Regions from separate parts of the Oryctolagus cuniculus genome. Here region 2 is linked to region 1. The links are chromatin contacts, called in public Micro-C maps. All regions are on one chromosome and are shown on one strand. The core of a region is the stretch at or near the end of the contact, and the rest is flanking DNA. Distances in the headings are between cores, read along the strand shown. Region 1 holds the start of C6H5orf63 (chromosome 6 C5orf63 homolog). Region 2 has its middle 61 kb from the start of MEGF10.

Evidence for each region. Hi-C and Micro-C count contacts between places; a contact is called where the count stands out from the background.
Region 2: a Micro-C map of ear pinna shows a contact between it and region 1, with 2.5 times the contacts expected there. The contact joins the enhancer-like site here to the promoter of C6H5orf63 in region 1. A contact is called at or near these places in 2 of 6 Hi-C or Micro-C datasets (ear pinna and an unstated tissue).

The regions. Positions count from the first base shown.
Region 1 is chr6:16,248,291-16,255,958 of mOryCun1.1, reverse strand. It overlaps C6H5orf63 (chromosome 6 C5orf63 homolog), which reads left to right and starts at 4,274. Exons shown (of 5, transcript XR_011389679.1): 1 at 4,274-4,663; 2 at 6,390-6,492.
Region 2 is chr6:16,367,047-16,374,714 of mOryCun1.1, reverse strand. No RefSeq gene overlaps it. Among named protein-coding and RNA genes, the nearest start is that of MEGF10, 61 kb to the left of the region's middle. Within about 2 kb of position 3,999, at least 1 of the 8 cell types and tissues checked has an H3K27ac peak or open chromatin away from gene starts, as enhancers often do.

The DNA of each region.
Region 1 (7,668 bases), core at 3,025-5,524:
TAATATATGGGATCTCAAGCTGTACTAATTTATTCTACAATTACTTCTATTTTCCAGCATTTTCATTTGGCTCTTATACTACATAATTAATGGTGTTTACACAGAAAGGTTGTTTAACTAATGTAAACAGCATAAGTGGATTACTGAGCAAGTCTTCAAACAAATAAACATTTTCCTCCTTCTAAAATGTTCTTCGCTCTCCTCTGAATGTCTGGCACGAGAGCAGAGTTTTGAAAATGTCAAAGAGGATATAGAAATCAGGCTCCTGAGGGCCACTCTCCCCTGATGAGACAGGCTTATAATTCTGTTTCCTGCAGTGGTTGGCCTAGGGGCAGTCAACACTGACCCCACTGACCCAACCACATCCCAGGCTCAGAAGCCTGTCTTGTCTTTGGGAGGTTGCCACTGTTTTTCTCCAGGACCTTAAACATAATACAGAATCCAGCCCTTAAAGATCATTTCCTGCAGAGTTTGCAGTCCTGGGGATGAGAGACTCATGAGATAAACAAATATCCCCATAATAAGAACTCAAGAAACACCAGGAAGAAAACCTACAAGGTTTCTGAACACTTGCACCATCACAATTATGTCACTCAATTGTGGCAAATACCAGGGCTGTATCTCCCAGTCAAAGCCCCCATTGCATGTTCTTTGAGTGGCAGCTCAGAGCTGGGCTACTATGAAACACAGCCAGCATGGCAGTCACTCCTGCCAAGACATGTTATTTTTCTAAGGCATCTGAAGGGCCGGCATTGACATCAAAGGCTGTTTTTTTATTCTTACTCTCCGAGAGGAAAATCAAGGAGCCAGCAGTGAAGATGCCTCCTGCCACATTCATCCGCCCATCCTGGGGATGCCTTAGGTGGGGGACCTTTCTCTAGGGCATTTCTGGAAGAACAGGATGTGTCCTCTAAAGCACCCCTTGAAGTTACCCCAGGAGTCACAGGCCAAACTGGATCTGTGGGCTTTGACTGTAGAGGCCTCATCCTCAGAGCTGACCACTGAGCTCACAGGGCATTGGGATCTAAGAGAACTCAGTCTATCTGAGTGCTGAAGGAACATTCTAGAATACAGAGATCCCTGTAACAGCCCTGTCCAGATTCTCAGGGAATAGCCCAAAGTTGGAGTCCAGAAGGTGATGTAGTCAAACGCCACTGAGAAGCATGTTTTGAGTGGACAAAAATCATATAAGACCCAGTGCTCCTTTGAAGCATATTAAAAGGTGTGCCCATTCCACACATAATAATTTTACTATAAAGGAATTTTTAGAATTTTGCTTTTGAAAGTATTGGCTAAAGTATCCAACTTACAATTCGCTGTGATTTCTTGACCCCCTATATATTCAGAAACTACCTTGGTGAGAGCATCTCAACTAAAAACTTGTGCTTTTGTTGTTGTTTTTCCAGAGTAAGGGAGAAGGGTTAGTGGAGGGGGGGGGGGGGATAGAAATCTGACAGGCTGTCTTCCTGTGCTTGAGAGAACAGCAACCTGTACTAGGAAAACAGGTCTTATATAGCTTTGCAGTGGTAAAGAAGTGGGAGCAGCAAATTCCATTAGGGTGGAGGTGGGGCTGATGCTTTGTGATTGGGCCATTTGTGTGCCTGAATTCTAGTAAGCCAGGCTGGGCTTAGGAAAATGGTACCATTTTACTAACATTTCCCCCTTTTGTTTTTTATAAAGCAAGTGCTGTATGAGACTATATTGGCTCCAAAAGTCCAGGAGGGGTGGAAAGACAATGATCTCTTCTAGAGCTGCTTCCTGTCCACATGGGTCAATGAGTTACTCTCTACTGGCATGGGGCAATGTTTAAAGTTGTGGTGTCCTGGGTGGGCAGCCGAGTATATCCCTGTAGTAGTAGCATTTGGTTGACCACCTGGTTGGTGAAGGCTTTGGTTCGTTCCATTATCACCACTTGTAAACACTGCTATGAGGTGATTTGACTTTGGAGGCCTCATTTGGCATCAGCTGGGGTCTCTAATGGACCTAGTGACCTCCTCTTGTAGCTGCTGGACTTGTTTTGGAGTCAGTTGGTCGAGTTAACATTGTGGCCCAAAGCTGTTCCTGAAATCACTACTGAGGAGAGGGAGGCTATGAAGCTGATCCCAATGAAGACTGGGGGAAGGGCTGCTTGTCTCTTGTGGGTTCGGGGGTTTGTAGAAAAAATTCTAAACAATAATACATTAAATGAGGGGAGAGGACCATCAATCCATATGGCTGGGAGTGCAGCAAACCAGTTTTAAAAGTAATGAAGTTATGGCCGGTGCCATGGCTCAATAGGCTAATCCTCCACCCAGCGGCGCCGGCACACGGGGTTCTAGTCCTGGTCGGGGCACCGGTTCTGTCCCGGTTGCCCCTCTTCCAGGCCAGCTCTATGCTGTGGCCCAGGAAGGCAGTGGAGGATGGCCCAAGTGCTTGGGCCTTGCACCCCATGGGAGACCAGGAGAAGCACCTGGCTCCTGCCATCAGATCAGCGTGGTGCGCCGTGGCCGCAGTGTGCCGGCCACGGCGGCCATTGGAGGGTGAACCAACGGCAAAAGGAAGACCTTTCTCTCTGTCTCTCTCTCTCACTATCCACTCTGCCTGTCAAAAAAAAAAAAAAAAAAAGTAATGAAGTTGTTATGCGCATTAGGCCTAGCCATTAATGAAGTCAACAGTGTTCCATTTTCTGACCACTGAGGAAATGCTTATTAATTTTCTTCTTTTATTTTGAAAACAAACATTTTTCCTGGTCAGACTACAGACATTTTTCCCAGGTGAAAATCCTATGCCTAGCACTGTGAGACCCGGAGATAGAGGCTAAACTGGTCCTCTGAGCTCCGGGCACTAAGACTGGTGCCCACACAGCGACTAGGCATTGACCACATTGAATTCTCGGGGGTTTCCAGCTATTTCAAGAGACTCCCACTCTGAACTGAAATAATAATTTGGAGGTTCCAATTCTTGTGTCACCACTCAAGAACCCAAGAGATTCTTACTAATTAAACTCATGTTCTGGAAATTTGGTCCCTGAGAGAAATTCACCTCTACCCAAAGCTAAAAAGCATTCATTGTCATGGACGCCTTTGGTAAAGCTATTCTTTTTCCTTCATCATGTGAAATCAGGTTTCATAAATTCAATTTATTTTAAGAAGTTTCATTTTTCTTCAAGAAATGACATTTGGAAGCTGATCTGGAATTTACATTTCTATGGAGCTTTTTCATCTCTTCACAAAACTTAAGTTATGCAGGCTCCACTAAGGTGCGTATAACCAGATCCAAGATTACTTCCTTAAAGATAATCTATCAGCAATTGTTAGGTGGAGTGCACTTTACTGAATGATTTTTTTTTCTTCAGAAAGATCAAGTCTTATCAGAGTGCATCAACTCAAAAATAACCATAGGAAGTCTGTCGGCAGTCACAAAATCCCCTTTAAGCTATCAGCAAACGCTGAAGCGATAAAGTATGAACTTGAAAATTCTACTTTCTAAATGTGTCCTCTAGCAATATCACATAATCAGCGGGGTTTGTTTAAAGGATTCATTCCTGACCTTGGTTTGCTTTATAGCTTTCTTTAAAATCACTGAATACACATCGACTGCATAGAGGTAAGCTCATGGATACCAGCATGAGAGCCTGAGAATTCAACTCTGCCATCTCCTAGCTGTGAGAACGTGGGCAAGTTATCAAGCCTCCATTACTCCGTCTGCAAGATGGCAGTAATAATATTTAATGGGATTTCCTTCAGGAGTAAACAAGTTAATGAGTGTAAAGCTTTGGGTGACCAATCCTTGAATGCCAGCTTTGAGTACTGCTACCATCATGTTGCTTCGTCAGTTCATCACTATGACCCGACAACCATTCCAGCCAGTACACCTGGAACCTGGACTACTCAGTGACCTCCTCACCTCCCCACTTGGCTGCTCCTGCCTGTCCTAAACTCTTGTGTCTCCTTTGCAAAGCTGACAGACCCTTTCAGAAGGAAAAACAACCACTTCGATTCCATTCCTCCACGGAACAGAGAATAAACCTGAAACACCTGCAGCTGGCCTCAGAGAGTCACTGCGGCCTGGCTGTGTGTCCCCGCCTGTGTGCCGCCCCGTTCTCCATTCCCTCCGTGCCCCGGGCCACACCAGCCCCCTCCAGCGGCGTGCACCCTTCCCTCAGCCTGCGGGACGCTCCCTCGGCCTCCACTCCCAACCCCAAAGCTGTCTGCAATAGATCACACCGGAGGCCTTCTCAGAAAAGGACAATGTTCTAAGGCCCGACAAAAAGCAAACAAGCAACCAAAACAGTGTGGGGAAGGTACTGGCCGCCAGCTTTGCTCCTCACAACCTAGTTCGGCCCGGACCAGATGAAGAGGGCAATAAATACTAAACGAACGAATGCATGCATGCGGGGAGCGGTGAAATGGCGGGACCGCACAGCCTCCTGTTGGCTCCCAGCCCTTCGGGCTCCTTAAACGGCTTTCAGCGGGGCCCCTTTTCGCTGGTTAGTTGTTTGCTTTTCTACAGCTTGGCTTTGGTTCTTGCGGCCTTCTCTTCACGAGCAGCCACCCCTGACGGCGGCTGTGGGAACGCACCACAGAAGACAGCAGCGCCCGGCGGCGGGCGCGGGCGGAAGCGGGGACCGGGGCGGAAGTGCGCGCGCGGGCGGAAGCGGCGACGTGGGCGGCGCGAGCCTCAGGTGGGTGCGGGCGGTGGGCGCTCGCGGCGCGCGGGCGCGCGGGTGTGCGGGCGGGGGAGGACCGGCCACCCTTCGCCGTGCCGCGCGCTGCCCGGTTCCATTGTCTTTAGAGGGCATTTAATTAAATCGGGAGCCATAAATCCAGGAAGCACCGGCGGGAGGCTGGGAGCGAGGGAGCGCGCGGGCGCGCGTGAGAGGGCGCTCCGGGAAGTGAATAAATGAGCGGAAACAGGAGGCAGCTTTTACAGTACAGAAAGCGGACAGAAGCTCAGCTTCGTGCTTCCTCGGGTCATTCGCGGACGCCCGATTTCTGGGAGGGGACAGCGATTTTAAATACGCGTTGCTCGCGGCCGCGTCGCCCTTCGGGGTGAGGAGGGTGCCAGGTGCAGCAGGCAGCGTGGCTGGCACGGCTGGCTGCACCTGCTCGCCGCCTTCCTGCGCGGAACCAGCCCCGCGGACCCCGAACTGGGAGACAATAGATCAGACTGTACCCTTCTCAGCAGATACTCGGCCTTGCCAGCCACCTTGCACAAACACCAGCTCCTACTGTTTTTACTAAGTCTGATGGTAGAGAAGCCCCACTCAGCTGTCACTAATGTGAACAGACACGTGACTGTTTCTATGGCTATCTCCAACAAGGAGGGTTTTTTTTGGGGGGGGGGGGGGGGCTGCTGCTGATCTTTGCCTTTGTTCTTCAATAGGATGGTGGTTATATGGTCCTTTATATCTTAGAGCCTTTTAACAACAACAACAACAAAAAGTCACAGTATGGCCTCGCCTGACCCAGAGATTCTCAGCTCCTGGGAGAACAGGGATAGTGTCTAGGATCTGTTATGTCCCAGCTCTTTCTAACACATTTCCGAGCATAATAAGCAGGGCTTTGTAGCCTTGGTTAAGCAGCCACTGGGACACTGAGCGCGTTGAGGGTGGTGGCTGGGAGAGGAAACAGCCTTCTCGTTTAATAATATTCTGAGGGACGGTTTTTACGGTGCTTACGAAGCTCTCCACCACTGTCTGGGGCTACAGACATTGAGGTGGTTGTGGGTAAATGACAGGGAGAGATGAGCAACGCTTGGAAAAGGAGGTGTGCCCTGGAGACACTGAGTGATGATGGCAACGCTGGGACAAGGCAGAACTAATCATGGTTCTGTGTGAAAGGTGGTAGCTCATAATCTGGATCCTGCTTTGCTGAGGAATACAACGCCCTGGAACTAGAAAGGCCCTGTTGTGAAAATTCAGATGGGTAGGGCCGGTGCTACAGACAGGCAGAGTCCCTGGCTTTTCCTTCCTGATTACTGGAGTCAGAGGTGGCCCCTACCATGGAAGGACAACTTTGTTTGTTTGCTTTAATCTTGGACCAGAGGAATATGAGGCAGTGTGGTTTAGGCAGAAGGACCCTAGGCAGGTAAGTAATAGAAATGAGGATTTTCCAGCTGGCAAGTTTACTGGACTGTGTTTCTGTGTTGTTCCAGATGCCTGGCTCTATCATACTCTTAAGTACCCAGAGGCACTGCAGAGAAGTGTCTTCAAAATAAGTTATTTCCTGTATTATTAAAGTTTTTCATAACTTATATATACTGTAAGCAGGCTGATGCCTTCAGTTTCTCTAATGTGAAGGCCCCAGGTTTCAAATGTAGCAAGAAGTTGAGGTGATCTGATAAAAGTAGTAAGTTTTTTTTTTATGTTCTTTATTTCAAATCTAATATTTTCCGCTGCTTTATTCAAGGAGTGTACCTCAGAGGAAGCCAAAAGCCAGCTGGAATAGTTCCTGAATGCGCTTTTAATCTTGTTTACAATTATTCTGAAGGAGGAAAAACCATCTGGATCAGGTATGTGTAGCTACACAGGTAGCAGGGACTAGTTGAGCTTCCTCCATTAGTATCACACAGCAGGTTCTGGGAACAAAATCATTTGAAGAAGAATATGCAAAATAAAAAGCTGTGGCTAAGTATACTATAAATAGAATTCACACCCCTAAATCCCCATCTCAGTACAGGCACAGGGAACAGGAGACGTGAAAACATTACTCTCTTTTTCACTCTAGTTCTTACCTAAGTTAAAGTTTCCAGAGAGGAGACAAAACTGAAATAATCTATTTTTAGAAAGTATCCATCACCCTGGATTTCAGAGCATTTCACCTGTAACTTCTTGTCCGAGCCATTTTACCACTACAACCTTCATCACTGGTATTATCTTACTCCTTTATCAGTCTTTCTCCTACCCAAGGAATGAGTTCCTTAAAGGTAAGGGTGATATCTTTGTTACACTTGTATTTCTAGTCCCTGGCCCAGTGTTTGTCAAAATGGGCTCAGACACTACATGCTATAGATGTCAACAGGCAGTGTCCTCGAAAGGAGGCTAGAGCTATACAGAGCATAAAAACATCACTGGGAGTGCAACAAGGTAGAGAAAAGAATGTAGAATAATTACCTTCTTTTAGGGCTTACTCGGTACATTGGAAGTAGTGCTTTAATAAACAGACTGGAGATGGAATCCAAAGATGGTTACCAAACTGCCTTCCAAAGGAACTAGGCCTGTTCTGTTGCGGGGCCTTTGTTGTGCTGAATGAAATACACAAGCTGGAAGACTCCGCCAGCCTTGACTACACTCCCTCCAGGCCTCCCCTGTTCAACTCCTCACCAAAATACCTGAAGAGTGCTCTCTTAAGGTGTGCTAAATTGGTATCTTAGTTAAGGCCATGTCTTGGTTTGGTCCTGCCTTGGGGATACAAGACCTATGTACAGTGAGTAGTTTAAGTCTAGGTTACCCACATAAAATGGAAGGAAATCCGTACTTGTATTTTCTGCTTCACTGACAACACTGCAAAGGAGTCTAACGTTGACAGTGTTTTATGTTGTCACAGGGTAGTCATGTGGGATGTGTTGCTTCCTCCTATTGCCAGTGGGATTGCAGCAGAAATCAGAATGTTGCAACTGGAAGCAAATGAACTTCCTCTTATTGTTCTAGAAAGTTTTCATATTAATTATGAAATAATGGGGAAATTT
Region 2 (7,668 bases), core at 2,750-5,249, 120 kb before region 1:
AAAGTTTTTAAAAATTAAAAGAAAGAGGGCTAACTCATATACAAAGATCTGTTAAACTACTGACAGAGGTAAGATAATGGCCCACATTAAGAAGTGGAAGTTGAGAGAAGAAAACACTAAAAAACAATAAATAAGTGGCCATTAAAAGCAGCCATGTAAATAAGTATATATGTAGGCTTCTGCAAATGTAATCAATTCAGGATGCACTATGCCAATGAAGAGAAACTATAATATGTATAATATAAATACAAAAATCATGTTTATGAGAATACTTCAAAATATCCCTGGAAAAGGGAATTAAAAGATAACCCCATTTTGGTGCAAAAAAAATTTTAAAATCCATGTATGGTTTACTCGTAACACCCATTTCCATGAACTTTTTGGTGACCTCTCATGTGATTGGATTTCAAAATATTTGCACCAAAATAAAGTTACCTTTTAATCCACGTTTCCAGGTGCATGTTGCTGTATCCATGCATGGACTTTGATGGGTGCACAGAGGAGCGTGGACATCCAGGATATTTCTTGGGTTTGCTAAAACCTGGTGTGCTCTCCCAGAAGGTCCATTAGCTGGGACAGAGGTCCAAATGGTACAGAACGTGGCAGTCACCCCTGGAATCTGCTCCACACCCATTCCTTCCTCTTCACTGCAGAACCTGAATCTTCCTCAGGGCGGCAGTGTGTCCGGCTGAAATTTCATTTCCCAGCCCCCTCTGCACGTTTGAATGGTCACATGACACAGTCTGACCAATGAAATGCAAGCAAAAAGGAGAGTAGCAGGAGATGCAGCCCGGGGAGAAGGCGGGTGTGCTGTATGAGGAAGGTAAGGAGGGCTCCATAAACATCAGAGCTTGGGTCCTTCTCCTGGGCAAGCCTGGGGGAGAAGACAAGTCCTCTGAGAGCCTGGCCATAAGGAAAACCTAAGAAGGCAGCGCCCTTGGCCACTGGGTTCCCACGGAGGAGTACCAAGCCTGGGTGCCCCAACGCGGGGAGAAGCAGAGCCTCTGCTGCCTGAGGGTGCGTGACGGTTCTGACAGGACGAGCACCAGGTGGACCACGAACTCAGGGAGACCGCCTTGTGTTTTCAGTCTCTGCGTCACGGAGGATGGGGCAGGGTCCCCGAACAGTAAGTTGAATTTCCCTCTGGCAAGGTGGGCTGAGAGCCCCTGGCTTACAAGCCAAGAATGAGCAGCACTGCCAGTGCCGGTGTCTGAGCCTTCAACAGCTCAGCCTCCCCAGCCCGGGCGCCGACACCACGCGTCCCTCTTCCTGCAGGCCACGCCTCCTGGCACTCACTGCACTTCCTGTCTGTCTGTGCCATTCCTGTCCTCTCCTTTTACAAAATGTGTACATCCCCTCAGCAACGAGGGCCAATCTTCCCTTTGCTCAAACACTGTCCCTTCGGGGAACCCTCCTTAGTTCCCCTCATACACCATATTTTGACCGAATTTTGCACTTCTCTTGGAACATGATGTTCTACCCTGTGTTACAGTCTCAAATCCCTTGCATTTCAAAATTGGCTGAGCATCTATCATACACAGTAGAGTCAGAAACCAAACACTTAGCATGGCAGCACGTATTCATTTATCCAGCAAACAGTATGTGAGGACCTACTATGGGCTCTGGGACACCAAAATGAGCAGGACACCGAGCCTGCCCAAGATGTTCCCAAGCTCCATGTATTAGGTCTGAGGCTTATGGGTGGTTTTACATTAGTTGCTAGCAATTTAAAGCTCCAGTAAGAGGGCTGGCATTGTGACTGCAGCATCCCAGCTGGGAGTGCCAATTCAAGCCCTGGCTGCTCCCCTTCTGATCCAGTGTCCTGCTGATGTGCCTGGTAAGGTAGCAGAAGATGGCCCAAGTGCTTGGGCTCCGGCCACCCACATGGGAGACTCAGATGGAGTTCCAGTTTCTTGGGTTTGGCCTGGCCCAGCCCTGGCTGTTGCGGACATTTGGGGAATGGACCAGCAGAGGGAAGATCTCTTTCTCTGTGTCTGTCTCTGTTGTTCTGCCTTCCAAATAGATAATAAATAAATCTTTCAAAAAATCCATTCAGTTACCAAGAAGAAATTAATCAAAATGGAGAAGACCCTTTTGTTGGGGATGGAGTTTCCAGATGTTTTAGAATATGCTACCTAGCCTGGGTGAATCTATTGCATTTATAAGTAAAATTAAATAGCGAGAAAAACTGCAAGCTGTGCTTTAATCATTTCCATTTTTTTTTTTTTTTTTTTTTGGACAGGCAGAGTAGACAGTGAGAGAGAGAGACAGAGAGAAAGGTCTTCCTTTTGCCGTTGGTTCACCCTCCAATGGCCGCCGCGGCCAGCACGCTGCGGCCAGCACACCGCGCTGATCCGATGGCAGGAGCCAGGATCCAGGTGCTTCTCCTGGTCTCCCATGGGGTGCAGGGCCCAAGCACTTGGGCCATCCTCCACTGCACTCCCTGGCCACAGCAGAGAGCTGGCCTGGAAGAGGGGCAACCGGGACAGAATCCGGCGCCCCAACCGGGACTAGAACCTGGTGTGCCGGCGCCGCTAGGCGGAGGATTAGCCTAGTGAGCCGCGGCGCCGGCCTCCATTTTGAAAATAGGTAAAAGAGATCATTCTTATTTTTAAAGCAAATGTGCAAATCAAAACACTATTGCCAGTTATTGAAATCTGTGAAAAGTGCTGAGATGAAGGAGCTGTTGTCCAAAGCCACTTTAGCCACTTTCTCATCACAGGACTTCCTTAGCCTTTCATTCTTTTCTGCTGCCCCTGCAGTTTTGCACTTTGCTGCCCTGTGTCATAAGACCCCTCACACATGTGCGTGCAGAAACCAAGGAATTTCTACTGCAGCTCTTGGCTCAGGCCACGGTGGACACTCAATCCCAGAGCTCCCTTGCCCCACTTCTCAACCTCTGTTTAGGCTCTTTTCTTCTCAATTCTGTCTCCTGGCTCTGCCAGTCTTTGAGGAAACCTCTCTTTTCGATGCCCTGAGTACATTACATGTTTGGTATTACAGCAGGCCTATGAAGGTTGGAACTCAGTAGCCAAGAATAGTTTGGTCATTATCCATCCAGCTGACTGGTGAGCCTTGGCTCTGTGTCTGGCATTGATCTAAGCCTTGAAAAATAGTCATGCCCAAGACAGTAAACATCCTTTGGTCAAGGAGCTTACATTCTAGTGGAGAAGAGAAACAGTTAATCAGATGAACAAGGTCATGGACAGGGAAACAATTGGAATGATGTATCAGGCAGGAACAGCAGAGAGGCACTCAGAGTGTCAGATTCCTGCTGACGTGCACCCTAGAAGGTGGGAGTGATGGCCCAAGTATTTGGGTCCCTGCTACCCACATGGGAGACCCATGGAGTTTCTGGCCCCAGGTTTCAGCCTGGCCCAGCCCTGGCTGTTGTGAGCATTTGGGAAAGAAACAAGCAGATGAATGATCTCTCATTCTTTCTCTGTGTCTCTGCCTTTCAAATAAAAATAAATTTAAAAACAAAATTTTTAAGTTCAATGAGTATCCATTTCTAAAAATGTATGCCTCTTCTTTTCATTTACCTCGCTAGCACATTTTTACTTGGAGAAAAAAAATAACAAGAGTTCTCTAAAACTTGTCTCTCCACTGTTTCTGGTTGTGCAGACAGAAACCGAATCATTGATGTAGTTTCTACTCTGTCCGCTAGAGAGCAGTGCAGGTTCCTCTTCTCTCCCCTGACCCCATGCCCCAGCCTCATTCTTTGCCTCCCCTACCCCTCCCAGCCAAGGCAGGAGAGGAGGAGACACAATGGGGAAAAATATATCCCCTATCAGAGCAGCAGAGGGAGGAAGTGACTTGGAAAGACAGAAGCACCATGCACTGTACAGACAGTCCCTTTGGCCTGCTTGCTTTCTGCGCACCCACTGGGCAGTCCTGTCCTTTAAATCAGCCCCCAGCAGCCTCCCTCCCCACAGCCCATTCCACACAGCTCATACTCGCCCTTCCCTGTTCAGAGTCACTGAGCACCTCGCTGAATCACTGCCAGGGCGCCCAACCCTCTTCCTTCTGCCAGAGCTCACCCCTGGATCCTCATGACCCTACCCAGGAGAGGTGATCGCTGGAGGGCAGCCAAGCACCCCTGGCAGGGACAGGGTGATTGGCTTGATGCCCAAGGGGCTACCATGGATCACACAGGAAACAAGAGCAGCAGGGTTTTGTGGGCGGGGCCAGGTGTGGAACCACATTGAGGAAGGGAAGCAAGAACAACATTGCACTCCCTTGCAGAGAGTGTGTGCTGTCCCACACTCACTCAAACACCTGGCCTTGCTGTGACTTCTTCTAAGGAGGGCATGTCTTCTACAGGTGACAAAACCTAGCCAGGAAGGTTAAGCAGCCGGTTGCAATTGCAGACAGGAATGCCAGGGTGGGAGTTTTACCCAAACAAACAGACCAGTTTAAAACCATCCCTTAGGAGCATATCAAAAGAAAGATCAGATTACTCTACACCAGAAGTACTTAGGATCCCCTACTGTGGCCCTTTGCCAATTCCAGGTGCTACAGGGAAGGGGCAAGGCAAGAGATGACAGCCAAGGCACAGAAACCAAAGGCCACCAAACCTAAGGGTGCCACCACCCTCCCTCTACAGAACAGGCTGGGGACAGCCTCTCCCAAGAGGTCTAAAGGCTGAGATGTCCCCTCTCTGTCTCCGTCCCCTGGGAAAGAGTCCTCGTCACTGGAACAGCATGGCAAAAGCTCAGGCGAGGAGGCGGCAGCTCACCTGCCAGAGATGTTTGCCCTCTCTCTTTGCAACTTATAAGCAGAGATTGTTTCTATAGCCTCCTCAACAGCTCTTGAATTGTTAAGGAAGAGAAAGGAAAAACCAAAAGTGAAAGTTGATCTTGGGGGTGTTTTTTTGGCATGAGAAAGGGGCGGTTCGTTTGCTGTCCTTTTTTGAAGGATTTCTTTCAAAAAATTACTGGAAGTCCAGCATGAGGCGTTGCGTGTTCTGTATTTTAATCTTGGTAGATTTTAATAAAATGTTTTGACTCCCTTTGGGATTTATCTGTGACTCAGATCAGGCTGCTCTGTTCCACAATCCGCCTAGGTAAAAATTAAATTGTAGCTCCCATCTGCGTCACAGACATGCTGTGAATTGAGCAGAGCCTGCTGTCAGGTCAGCGTCACAGAATGGCTGGAAACATCCTGAACTTCTCTAAGAAGGCAACACCTGTGCGGCTTTGGGACATTTCCTGAAACTGCTTCTGAGAACATTCGTTTCTCTCTTAATTAGAACTTTATTTTACTTAAAAAGCAATCAGTTGAATGCGAGAACCAAAGTTCATGCTAATGGCAGTGTGAGTCAGAGAGCTTGTTCAGGTACAGGTCACAGTTCTTCTTCTTCCCTGAAGCAATGCCTCATCTGAGAAGACACCCAAGTAATCTATTTGTTGACCTCATGGATGGACCTTAGATTTTGTGTTTTTTTTTTTTTTTTTTTTTTTTTTTTTTTTTTGATCCTTAAAGTCTTCACTTATACCAGCACACATGTTCATTTCTACTCCTTGCAAAGTCACATGGCGTTTATGGCAAAGAAATAAGATAGCCATAAAGCCACAGCACCACTGTCTGGGAGGCGAGAAGGGCCATCAGGGAGATATACAGTTGGATGAATCTCTTGGCAATCAGAAAGAGGACAGGCCGTATTTTTGAGTGAACCAGAGAAGAACAAGCTGAAGCCCAAAGTACACCTGGAAGAAGTCAGTATAGGCAGGAGCCATTTTTGATGGCAAAGTCCTAGGAGATCCTAAATTTGAAGATGGCAAGAAACAAAATGAAGTAGGGTGCAGGGCAGTAATCAGGGCAGTGAATTAAAAGGCAATGAAACACCTAATCCACCCCATTCCTACACCCTGGCATCAAAGCAGTGAGAGCTGGGCCTTGAGCTGCAGAGCTGCTGCCTTGCTACCCCACACCCCTAGGCCCAGACACAGCCCACCCGGTTCACGCTCAGAACTCTCAGCACTGATGGTCAGTTGAGAAACTTGCAAAAGAACACAGCAGCAGGGAAATTCCATGATGCTAAGCTATAGGGTTGACCACTGACCACTGGAAACAATCCACAGGCCAGAGGAGAGATTTAAGAATTTGGGGGTTGATGAAATGTCCTCTGTTTTGACGGTGGCGGCCGTGACATAACTGCATACAAGTATCCAAACTCCTCCAACAGAACCCGGTTAGCAGGTGAACTTTGCTATCCATAAATTATGCCTCCACAAACCGGCACTTCAAAAAGCAGCACAGATCACAAAAGGACAGAAATGTTGTTGACGTTGAACTCAGTGTGCAGCTGTCTTGCAGAGTTTGTCTGCTTCCCTAACAGCCCAGAGAAGTGACAAACAGTAGACTGGCTGTGTCTCACAAAGGCATTAGGGTCACCTGATGGCCTCAGAAGCAGGAGGGTGAGAGAGCCCTAAAGTGAACCATGCACCAAGCATTCCAGAAACATGTTTTATTCATTCACATCACAGTGACAACACAGTGAACATTTGGGAGTGTCTGACATGCAGCCATGATGCCTAGATAACTGAATGAAATAACTATTGCCAATTTAATTTATTAAATAATTGTGAACTTACTATTACACAAAACCTGGAAATCACCTGTGCCATAGCAAGTAAAGCTACCTCCTGCAGTGCCGGCATCCCACATGGACACCAGTTCAAGTCTCAGCTGCTCTACTTCCAGTTCAGCTCCCTGTTAATGTGCCTGGGAAAGCAGAAGAAGATGGTTCAAGCCCTTGGGCCCCTGCACCCACATGAGAGACCAGGAAGAAGCTCCAGGCTCCTGACTTGGGATCTGTCCAGCTTTGGCCATTGCGGCCATTTGGGGAGTGAACCAGTGCATGGAAGACACCTGTCTTGCTCTCTCCCACTCCCTCTCTCTGCCTCTTTGTAATTCTACCTTTCAAATAAATCAATAAATAAATTTTTTAAAAATATGGCTGCTAAAAAGTTTTACCCATCACAGAAGCATTGGAAAACATAATCGAGGAAATCCTCCAAAATTATGAACAAAATACAAAAAAAAAGTAAAAAGCATAGAGAATCAATAGAGTAAGCCATATGCTTACCTAACAGAAGTGCCAGAAGAGAGAAGTGAAAACACACACAGGAGAAAATAATTATTAGAATTGAATGGATAAACAAAATGTAGTATATACAAATAGTGAAATATTGTCTTTCCATAAAAATGAGTACTGAGGCATGCTACAGCATGAATGTACTTTGGACACACTATGCTGAGTGAAAGAAACTAGACATAGTGTATGATTCTATTTTTATGAAATGTCCAGAATCAGCAAACCCACAGACAGTAGTCACCTGGGATTCGTGAAAGAGGGGAATGGGATGTGAGTCACTCCTGCTGGGTATGGGGTTTCTTTGGCGGTGATAAAAATGTTCTAAAACTAGACAGTGGTTATGGTGGCACAACTCCATGAATACACAAATACTGTTGATTGGTTTATAGTGTGTCAATGACATATTAATTTTTAAAAGAGTGGAGGAAAATTTCTAGCACTCACCACACGCACACACACACATGCACACACACAAGCACAAGCCATAAGATTTAAGACTGAGTAATAAGCACAGTAAATACACAGATGTTCTCCCAAATCCATCACTACGGAACTGAACACTCAAGACA